Regions from separate parts of the Mus musculus genome. Here region 2 is linked to region 1. A link is a contact called in public HiChIP or PLAC-seq data. All regions are on one chromosome and are shown on one strand. The core of a region is the stretch at or near the end of the contact, and the rest is flanking DNA. Distances in the headings are between cores, read along the strand shown. Region 1 has its middle 44 kb from the start of Gm46545. Region 2 overlaps Gm31814 (a long non-coding RNA gene).

Region 1 (4,897 bases), core at 2,200-4,699:
AGGCCTTAAAATGTATTGGTAGAAGTAATATTGTGATGATGACCATTCTACCAAAAGCAATGTTCAGATTCAATGCAATCCTAGCTGAAATTCTCATAAAATTCTTCACAGGGATAGAAAAAAAATACAAAACCAGATAGTCACAATCCTGAGACAAAAGAATAATGGTAGAAGGATTACAGTATCAGATGTCAAGTTATATTACAGATTCTTTGGTAATAAAAACAACATGGTCTTGGCGGAAAAAAAAAACAAAAAACACACATGTAGATCAGCCAACACAGAATAGAGACCCAAACTCAATCTCACATAATTGCAGCCACCTGACATTTCATAAAGATATCAAAAATACACTCAGGGGAAAGGTCAGCATCTTCTACCAATGGTGCTGGGGAAACTGGATGTCTACATGTAGACAAATGAAATTAGACCCATACCAATCATCATGATAAAAAAGCAACTCCAAACGCATAAAACAACTCAGTGTGAAACCTTAAATATGCAAACTTGTAGAGAAAGCATAGGAAGAATCCGAAGAGACACAAGCCCAAGAAATGACTTCCTAAATAAGACACCATTCTCTCAAAAATTAAGCCCAAAAACTGGCAAAAATTAGAAAGTAAATATCAATTGGGTGTAGAGTAAGCCTGAGTGTGGGTGATTAGTCTTTGCTAGCTCTTCATCTAAGAGGGGACTAATAGCCAGACTATAGAAAGAATTGGAAACACACACACATACACACAGGCACACACACACACACACACACACACACACACACACACACACAAATCAGGAAGACAAATAACCCACTTTTTAAAAGTTTTATGGTTCCCAACAGAAAAATAACTATAACTAAGAAATATCTTTAAGTGGTTTCTGTCTTTAGCAATCAAGGAAATGTAAATGAAAACTGCTTTGAGATTTTATTGTATGCCAGCCAGAATGGCAAAGATCAAGAAAAGAACTGGCAACAAATGCTTGTGAACTCTCATCCACTACCGGTGGGGACTGCAAACTCTTGCACTGCAAACTCTTGAAGCCACAGTCAAAATCAGTGGGGAGAATGTTCAAGAAGATAGAGGGCTGCCAACTGACCCAGCTAGACAAACCCCTTGGCGTCTTCCCATAAGACTCTATCCAATGGAGGAAATCCTGCTTACCCATGTTCATTGCAGCTGGCTTCACAGTAGTGAGGAAACAGAAGCAGCCTAGATATTTATTAACCAATGAGCGCATAATGAAAATGTGGAACACACACACACAGTGGAATTCTATTCAGCTATAAATAAAAACGAAGCCATAAAACTTTCAGGTAAATGGATCAGACTAGAAAATGTAGTGAATGAGCTCACACAGACCCAGAAAGACTAATGCTACACGTCTGCTTTTATTGTGGATCCCAGCTCTGAATCTTTAGATGAACATAGACATGCATTAGTCTATCTGTAAGCCCTAATTCAAGGTTAAGCATTTTAAGGACAAAGGGAGAAAGGCATGTGGATTTAGAAGCAGAAGACTGAATTGTTCTGCTTATAATGAGTTGATTTAAGTAAAGTCCTCTGTCAGCTCTTAGCAATATTCCAGCATCACATCACTTTAATTATGTTTGACTCTTGGTCATTCTGGACAATGACCTGTTTATTATGTGTTATGCCATGCTTTGCATGAGGCCTTCTGTGTATTGAAGTTCAATTATATGTTTTTAAAGTCACAATCTATTTTATTCATTTTCTGAAGACAAGAGTTTCTCTATGTCTTGGTTACCCTGGAACTCACTCTGTAGACCAGGCTGTCCTTGAATTTACAGAGACCCACCTGCCTCTGCTTCTCACATACTGGGATTAAACACATGCACCACCCACTGCTTAAAGTCATGATCTTTAGGGAAGGCTAATATGGGAAATATTTTCACACATTTTAAATGAGGAATAAGAAAATGTTTAAGTACTGTATCTTTTAATAACCATATCTTCCCAAGCCACTGGATAGAAAAGATCAAGTAAAAGATTTATAAGGTTACAATGATAAAAACCCAAACAGCAACAAATAAGAATCAATATTGATCCTAAAAGAGTAAAGTGGTCCAATTAAGTCCTTAGTTTTATGAACAGGGAGACTGAAACCTAGAGAACAAGTGGCTTGGCCAGGTCTACATAACAATGAGTAACACAGCCGATGTGACTCAGCATCTTCTTGAACCACTGGTCTGTGTCCTCTTTATTGATACCAAAACAGTGTTTCCCCTCAGTTCATCAGTAACTCCATAACAGGGGTACCCCCTGGCATTCTGAAACCTAAGTTCAATGGGGAAGCTCAACCCTTGATGGACATATAACATCTTGAGAATATATCCAGTGTCACTTCAAAGTATACACTGGTGTGTCTCCTGAGATCTGCTGCATTAATATGATTCTGTTACTGTAATGAAATGCCCAAGCCTGGAGAAATTATACAATAAGTGTGTTTATTTAACGTATCGTTCTAGTAGTTCGATGGCACAGCATTGGTGTTCAGTTGCTTTGGCCAATGCCTTACCACAGATGGCAGCAGAATGGCAGGAGTTCATGTGAAAGGGAGAGATAGTTTGGTTAGAGAGAAACTCAGTGACTTAGAGAACAGGATCAAGACTTTTATTTTTTTAGGATTTATTTTATTTTTATTTATGTGCATATATGTGTGCATATGTGTGTGCGCATGTATGTGCTTGTGAATATGGGTTCCTGTAAGGGCCAGAAGAAGGAATTTCCTAAGAACTGGAAATCCATAGGGTTGTGAGCTGCCTGATGTGGATGCTGTCAACTTAAATTTGGACCATCAGAAAGAGCAGCAAGTACTCTGAAACACTCAGTGATCTTGGCAGCCCTTAGGATCAAGATTTTATACTAACTCGTTTTCATGAGAACTAACTCAGGATCCTGTATGAATGGGGTACTGATTGGTTTGTGTGTCAACTTGACACAAATTGGAGTTATCACAGAGAAATGAGCCTCTCTCGAGAAAGTGCCTCTATGAAATCCAGCTGTAAGACATTTCCTCAATTAGTGATCAAGGTGGAAGGGCTCATTTTGAGTGGTGCCATCCCTGGGCTGATAGTTTGGGGTTCTATAAGAAAGCAAGCTGAGCAAGCCAGGGGAAGCAAGCCAGTGAGCAGCATTCCTTCATAGCTACTGCATCCACTCCTGCCTCCAAGCTCTTACCCTGTGTGAGTTCCTGTTCTGACTTCCTTTGGTGATGAACAGTAATGTGGAATTGTAAGCTGAATAAATTCTTTTTTCCCCAACTTGCTTCTTGGTCATGATGTTTTGTGTAGGAATAGAAACCTTGACTAAGACAAATGGCCTTAATTCTTTCCAAAAGCAGCACCTCAAAATCCCTAGACAGAGGTCCAACCTCCACCTTGAGTCACCGAGGGCCAAACCCAAAACCTTTGAACTCTTGGGTGGTGAATCATATCTGAATCATAGTAACTATCAACATTCTTTAGGATGGGTGGCTGAGCCTTCATCCAGGTGGGTGTCTCACTAGTCCAAATCAATACTATTTACAATAGTGGGGGCACTTGGGGGTGGAGTCTGGTATCAATCTTGTGATACAGCAAATTGTCTTGTGTGATGGTTTGAGTGAAAATGGCATCAAATAGGCTAATATGTTTAAATACTTGATGTCCAATTAGTGGAAGTATTTGGGAAGGATGGGAGAGGGACTTATCCTTTTTGAAGAAGGTGTGGCTCCTGGAGTCACACAATTCCCAGTGTGGTCTCTCTCACTCTGCCTCTTGCTTCTAGACTAAGTTATTCACTCTCAGCTGCTGCTCCAGGTTTTCCCGCCTCCACACTTTTGCTCAACCATCATGGACTCCAAACCTCTGAAACTATGAGCCCAATTAAATACTTTCTTAAAAAATAAGTTGCCTTGGTCATGGTGTTTTATCACAGCAATTGAATAGCAACTAATGTGTCTTGGCCTCTGTTAAGAAGAAGTGATGGGGCATGATAAAAACACAGAAGGGAATGGAGCAAAGATTCTTAATTTTTTGGCAGAAGACACCTTCCCGTTTCAACACAAACATTCAATGTGTGCAGAATTTCTTTCCCCTAACTCTCAGGAAAGAAAGATGAACCTTTAGCAATAAAGTAACATGACCAAGGCCAGGAAGGGCAAATGGACCATGATCATCATTGCAAATCTATACATAAGACAGAGTTTTCCCGAGAGAACTGCAACCTCTCCTAGTCTCTTCCTATTTTAAGTGCTCTTTACTCTCGGTTCCATTTATGTCGATAGAGCTAAGAAGGATACATATCTTTTAACCACTGAATTTAGTGTACCTGTCTTTGAACCCTGGTAATTTATTCTTTACACACATGATGCTAATTATTTCAAAGGGTCAGGGTTCCTACTCTAAGAGAGAGGTACAAGATGTCGACTTGCAGTGAGCATAATGTCCAATTATCAATGCATTTCCCACCAGAATGGACTTAGTACCTTCTAGAAGGGATTTGCCTTCACATTTGGTAGCCACTCCCTAGACACGGCCTCTTTAAAACTTGCTTTCTAGTAACTTGTGGGTGTGCCCGTACTGTTCTCTGTATCAGGGCCCTTAGGAGTCATTGCTATGCTTCAGGAACCTACCTTCTAACTTCCAGGTCAAATTCTTTCCCCTTAGAGCCTTCTTTAATCACTTTGTATGAAGGCTAAAATTTACTTCCTATGAAAGTCCTGTGAGCACTTTGCTGATGTCCCCCTGGAAGACTTAGAACACTGTATTCTAATAAGTAGTTAGAATGTCAATAAATACCGACTTCTGATCTCTTTGCTTTATCTGGATTATCTTGGCCTCAATGACACTGAATGTTTCCCCAGGGAATAGGAAATGATTTATATGGTGATTGACTTA
Region 2 (5,222 bases), core at 187-2,686, 160 kb before region 1:
TTACAGATAGAATCTGGGCCTCAGAAAACAGGCCACCCGTACAAGTGTCACCGCTGAGACTGCTAATAATCGGTCCCAGACTTTTCTCCTCTTCCCTGTACTGTTCCATCCTATCCTGTTTGATCAACTCTTCAGTCCTTAGATTTGAAAACCAAGGGTTCCCCTGACCCTCCCCCCTCCTCCACACACATACGCACAATGTCAGGCTTGTGGTTTAGGAACCAACAATTTTGACAAAGACACAGTTAAGATTCTCTGCAACAATGACCAGGACAAGTTTAAATAAAAGTACGAATTCTCATTTGAAGCTTTAGAGGAAGACATGGAGCGGCTTTGTTTGTTAAAACTCAGGTGGCATGAGTCGAATGGGCTTTCAAAGTACTTGTACCAACTAATCTTTCAGATGTTTCTAGTGGGGAGCAGAGCCTGATCTGGCTGTACTTACACGTGTGGGCCAGCTGTGGGCCTTTTTTCCTTACCCCGTGTTACTGATATTGTGGCCTCAATAGCGCTGTGGTGCAAATACTTACAGCCAATCTTATATTTTTATTTATTTATTTATTTTTAACCACTGTAGAAACAGTTGTTAAGCATTTCCCAGGCACCCAAGCTAGCAACTAATTGAGCCTGGCACCAACTGGTACCCAAATGTTCTCTGTCATGTGTACAGGCTCATCTTCAGGATTGGTTTTGGCCTCTAACCACAAAGTCATACCTGAGTGCCATTCTTTAAGTGGGAAATTCTTTCCATCTGCCTTTGCAAAATCATGCTGATGGGTTTCCACTAATAATAGTCCTCTGTGTGCATGTGGAGCTTGCAAAGAGTCTGCATGGCCCTCATCACTTTCAAGTTTCATGTGATCCATGGGGCAGATGCCTTCTCTCCTTGGTAGAAAGAAAAGGGTCTGACAGGGAATGTGACTGCTCCCACAGTCAGAGGCCTTGCAAGTGGCAGGTGGACCTTGAGCCATCTTCAGCTTCCGCGTTCTGTGCACCTGCCTCTCACCAGCTGCTTCCTTCACCTCAGACACTTGCTAGATCACTCACTTGCTCGCAATGCCTGAAGGTTAGGCTGCTGTCGGCAGCATGGAAGCGTCTAGCAGCCATTTGGGGTTAACACCAGTCTTGGACTTTGACAGGAAGGAATAGACTCTCTAGCTTGGGGGTGTAAATATAAGCCACCCATTTCGCTATTCTGCCGAGAAGAAAGGTGTCCACTTTTGTTCCCTGTTGGTGCTTGGTTTTCTGTGATTCCGTTTAAACGCTGTTATGGGGACCTTGTGTTTTTAGGTCCTTCTCTCAGTAAGAACTTGGAGCCTCTCAAATGACCCAGCATAAATGGTCCGCTTCCCTTCTTGCACAACCCCCACCCAGCCTTGTTACTGCCCAGCGCTGTATTGATTGGAAAGCATTTCACAATGCGTTTTCAAAACATGCTGAAGGTCGAGACTGAGTGACTCATAGGCCGTCACATTTCTTTCTGCTTTAGTCCCTCTGGACTTTATCGGTTAGGTTGGCTAATGGAAGTCCCTAAAGAAACTGTTAACTGCCCAACCTTGGCCAGTAGGATGCAGGATTAGTAGGTGGCTTCACAAAATAATTCCTAATCACGTCTGTGGCGATGGACCTGTGGAAATCTCTTTGGTTTTTGAATGCCAAGTCTCTAGAAGAATAAGAAGTCAGGAGAGGGTTCCCGAGCTCATTTTGCCAGCTCTGGCTCCCAGAGCATCAGAGAGCCGACAACGTCAGGTGAGCGAGTCAGCTGATACCCGAGGCTCTCCTGCTGCTCTGGGTGATCTATGCCACTCCATTCGTCTGGGGAACTTGGGGCCATGACCCTGATCCAGGCCTTCAGAGCTGGCTGCCAGAGGCTAAAGGATGTTGTCCTGGGCAGTGAAGAATGCCTGGGAGCATAGTAGTAACGGATAGTTCCGGGTAGCAGTGAGGGTTCTGGGCTAACACACAGCCTTATCTCCACTACCTGAGGTTTTTGACCAGTGGCTCGGCCAGTTAGCATCTTGATTTTCTACCACCTGGTAAAGGAAGGTCTTCCTGACACTTTATTTCCCAGGCTGGCTTTGAAGAGCAAATGATAGAATGTATGCAGAGTATCATCAGGAAGAGCCTGCAGCATGACTCCTTATGGACTACTAGAACACTTGGCTTTGAATTATTAATTAATTAATTAATTTTTATTTTTCATAGTTTCCTAACTTTTTAAATTAGATATCTTCTTTATTTACATTTCAAATGTTATCCCCTTTCCTGGTTTCCCCTCTGAAAACCCACTACCCCTTCCCTCCTCCCCTGCTCATGAACCTACCCACTCACTCTTCCTGGCCCTAGCATTCCCCTACACAGGGACTTAGAGCCTTCACAGAACCAAGGGCCTCTTCTCCCCTTGATGACCGACTAGGCCATTCTCTGCTACATATGCAGTTGGAGCTATGAGTTCCACCATGTGTTTTCTTTGGTTTTGTCCTTGGGAGCTATGGCAGTACTGGTTGGTTCCTATTGTTGTTCCTCCTATGGGGCTACAAACCCCTTCAGCTCCTTGGGTCCTTTCTCTAGCTCCTTCATTGGGGACCCTGTGCTCAGTCCAATGGATGGTTATAAGCATCCACTTCTGTATTTGTTAGGCATTGGCAGAGTGTCAGCAAGTACTTATTGGCATCCACAATAGTTTCTGTGTTTGGTTATTGTATATGGGATAGAACCCCAGGTGGGGTAGTCTCTGGATGGTCATTCAGCTTTGGAATTCTTTACATGCAAGCTTTTTGAACCCCTAAAAAATACTGTTCTAAAAAAATAATCTGTCATAAAAATTAAAGCTTCCAAGTGAGTCATCTAGAATAGCCTTGAGGTTGAAAATGTGCTTAGTGACCCTCCCCCACACTCCAGGATTTTACTCTTTCAGTATTGTGAAGGCCCTTTCCCTTTAGCAGTCACAGAAATAGTATCCCAAAGCTAGGGCAGTAATAATGCTGTCTGCAGGTCTATCTCACCAGCCTAGCTCTCCTCAGTCACTCCTCTCTGCATCCCTTCCAGCCCCAAGCTGCTAACCCCCTCCTTCTGGACTGGAGAACAACCAATATAAAAACAGTGAATGCCATCATGTTCAAGTACATCCCCAGTGAGGAATGGCCATAAAGTCTTCCTGCCTCACTGTGACTGTTCCCCATGCCACCCCCAGTCTGTCTCTTCATCTGAGACCTTGTCAATTACAGCTCCCACCCCTTGATTTTAGAAATGAACAACCTAAAGTTCTGAGTAATAAAGTGGCCTTCCCAGGTCCACGCAGCTCACTTATGGCAGAATCAGGATCTGGGTACCAGGATCTTTTCCTGCTTCAATGAACCAGACACCCAGAGGACCCAGAGAACCCAGAGAACCCAGGGGACCCAGAGGACTCAGAGGACTCAGAGGAATGATGAATAAAATAGATTGTTGTGGCGTGTGTCGGACATCTGGTTTCCAAGGAGAGTTTATATTAAGTAGCAGCGAGGCCTCAAAAGCTATGGTAGCTAGCGTGAATGAACTTATGTAATCAACATTTATCAGGAACATGTGTCATCAAACATCTGCCAGATCTGAGTGTTGGCACCAAACCTGCTTTCATTGTCAAAGAAAAGAAGGGAGAAAGAAACTTGACTAAATAAAGCCGGCAGACATTTTTACTAGAAAATCCAGAGGTATTTTCTTAAGGAATAGAAGCACACCTGCAACATCTTAAAAATCAATTTCAATGTGATTGGGTGACTCTAGCAGTCATAGATTTAAAACACACACACACACACACACACACACACACACACACACACACACACACACACATGAATTGATGTCTAAAGTCAGCATCACCAGGTTCCTGTCCTTTTGGTCCGTTTGGTAACAGAAGCCTGGAAATGACATGTGTAAAAGTTGCCCAGAGCAACATCCTAGGTTGCTGATCTCCTAAACAAAAACACCCCAAAGTGCTTTTGGTTTTCATTGGTACAACACAAGCAGGTCAGAAAGACATGGAACATTCTCCTGCCAAACTTCCATGAAGAATCTGGCTTGCATGAAGACTTGAATGTGGAGGTCCCCCCCTCCCATAGGCTTACAGTTTGAATACTTGGTTCCAGCTTGTGCTACTATTTTAAAGTTTGTGGAGTCATGGAAGGTGAGGCCGGACTATTGGAAGTGGGTCGCTAGGGGTTGGCCTTTACAAGTTATAACTGACTTTGGTTCAGGCTTCTTGTAGGATGGCATACAGCAAAGTTCCCTGCTACAATATTCCCACCACTGTGAGTTCTGCTGTCACTTCTCCTAGAGCCCCCTGAAACTGTGAACCCAAAATTTCTTCCTACCTTAACTTGTTTCTGTTGGCATTTCGATCTTGATGAGAAAAGCAGGAAGTTGATACCAAGGAGGAAGGTGGTAATGGTAGCTAAGCCTAACTCTGTGGTTGTGGGCTCATAGTGACTTGCATAAAGAGTCCAGGGAAAAAGACTATACAGCCAGGTAATGTGGAGCATGGATCGATGTCTTGGAAAGAGCCCCTGAAAGGACAATTTAGAAATCAGTTAAGTCAAAGTTCAAGTTGCACCAGAGACCTCAAGATGTTGGAGATGCCAGCACTGTGGAGTGTCTGCCAAGGAGATCTGCATCCCTAAGAGAGAGTCTATGTGTACTGCAGCTAGAACTTGAACATGTTGGAGTTCGTATGATGCTGCCATATGTCCTAGATATCATCCATGGAGCCATCAGGTTTAATGTGTGTCCTGCTAAGTTTCAGTCTTGCTTTGGTCTGGTCTTTCCTGGCATGGTTCCTCCTGTTTGGAATAGGAATGCTTGTGCCGCTGTATCTTGGAGGTGTGTAACTTGAAAAAAAACAAAACAAAACAAAACATTTACCGAGACTCACAGTTAGGAGTTTATGATAAGTCTGCGAAAATATGTTGGACTTTTGAACAATCTTGAGACCAGTAAGATGTTGGGAACTCTTAAAGTTACTTTGAATGCAGTTTTCATTACGAGATGGCGATGACCCTTTAGGAACCCAGGGAAGCACATTATGGTTTGAATCTGAAATTTCCTCCTTCCCCAGGCTTATGTCTTGAATGCTCAGTTCCCAGCTTCTGAGGTGGAGCCTACTGGTCAGAAGTTGGTGAGTAGGGTCTTGCTTCTGAAGGTTATACCTGGCCCTGGTTCTGCCTGGATTCTTTGCTTCCTATATG

The links. HiChIP or PLAC-seq counts read pairs in DNA pulled down with a chosen protein or histone mark.
Region 2: a contact with region 1 is called in an HNF4G HiChIP or PLAC-seq map of pancreatic cancer cells. The contact joins two enhancer-like sites. A contact is called at or near these places in 3 of 484 Hi-C or Micro-C datasets (liver and nephron progenitors), 2 of 115 datasets of contacts at active chromatin or transcription factors (bone marrow-derived macrophages and pancreatic cancer cells) and 1 of 9 other capture datasets (embryonic stem cells).

What each region holds. Positions count from the first base shown.
Region 1 is chr16:24,036,218-24,041,114 of GRCm38.p6, reverse strand. No RefSeq gene overlaps it. Among named protein-coding and RNA genes, the nearest start is that of Gm46545, 44 kb to the left of the region's middle. Within about 2 kb of position 3,449, at least 12 of the 459 cell types and tissues checked have an H3K27ac peak or open chromatin away from gene starts, as enhancers often do. A contact at or near this core is called in pancreatic cancer cells, where this site is marked.
Region 2 is chr16:24,196,160-24,201,381 of GRCm38.p6, reverse strand. All of the region lies in intron 1 of Gm31814 (a long non-coding RNA gene), which reads left to right. Among named protein-coding and RNA genes, the nearest start is that of Gm32126, 39 kb to the right of the region's middle. Within about 2 kb of position 1,436, at least 76 of the 459 cell types and tissues checked have an H3K27ac peak or open chromatin away from gene starts, as enhancers often do. A contact at or near this core is called in pancreatic cancer cells, where this site is marked.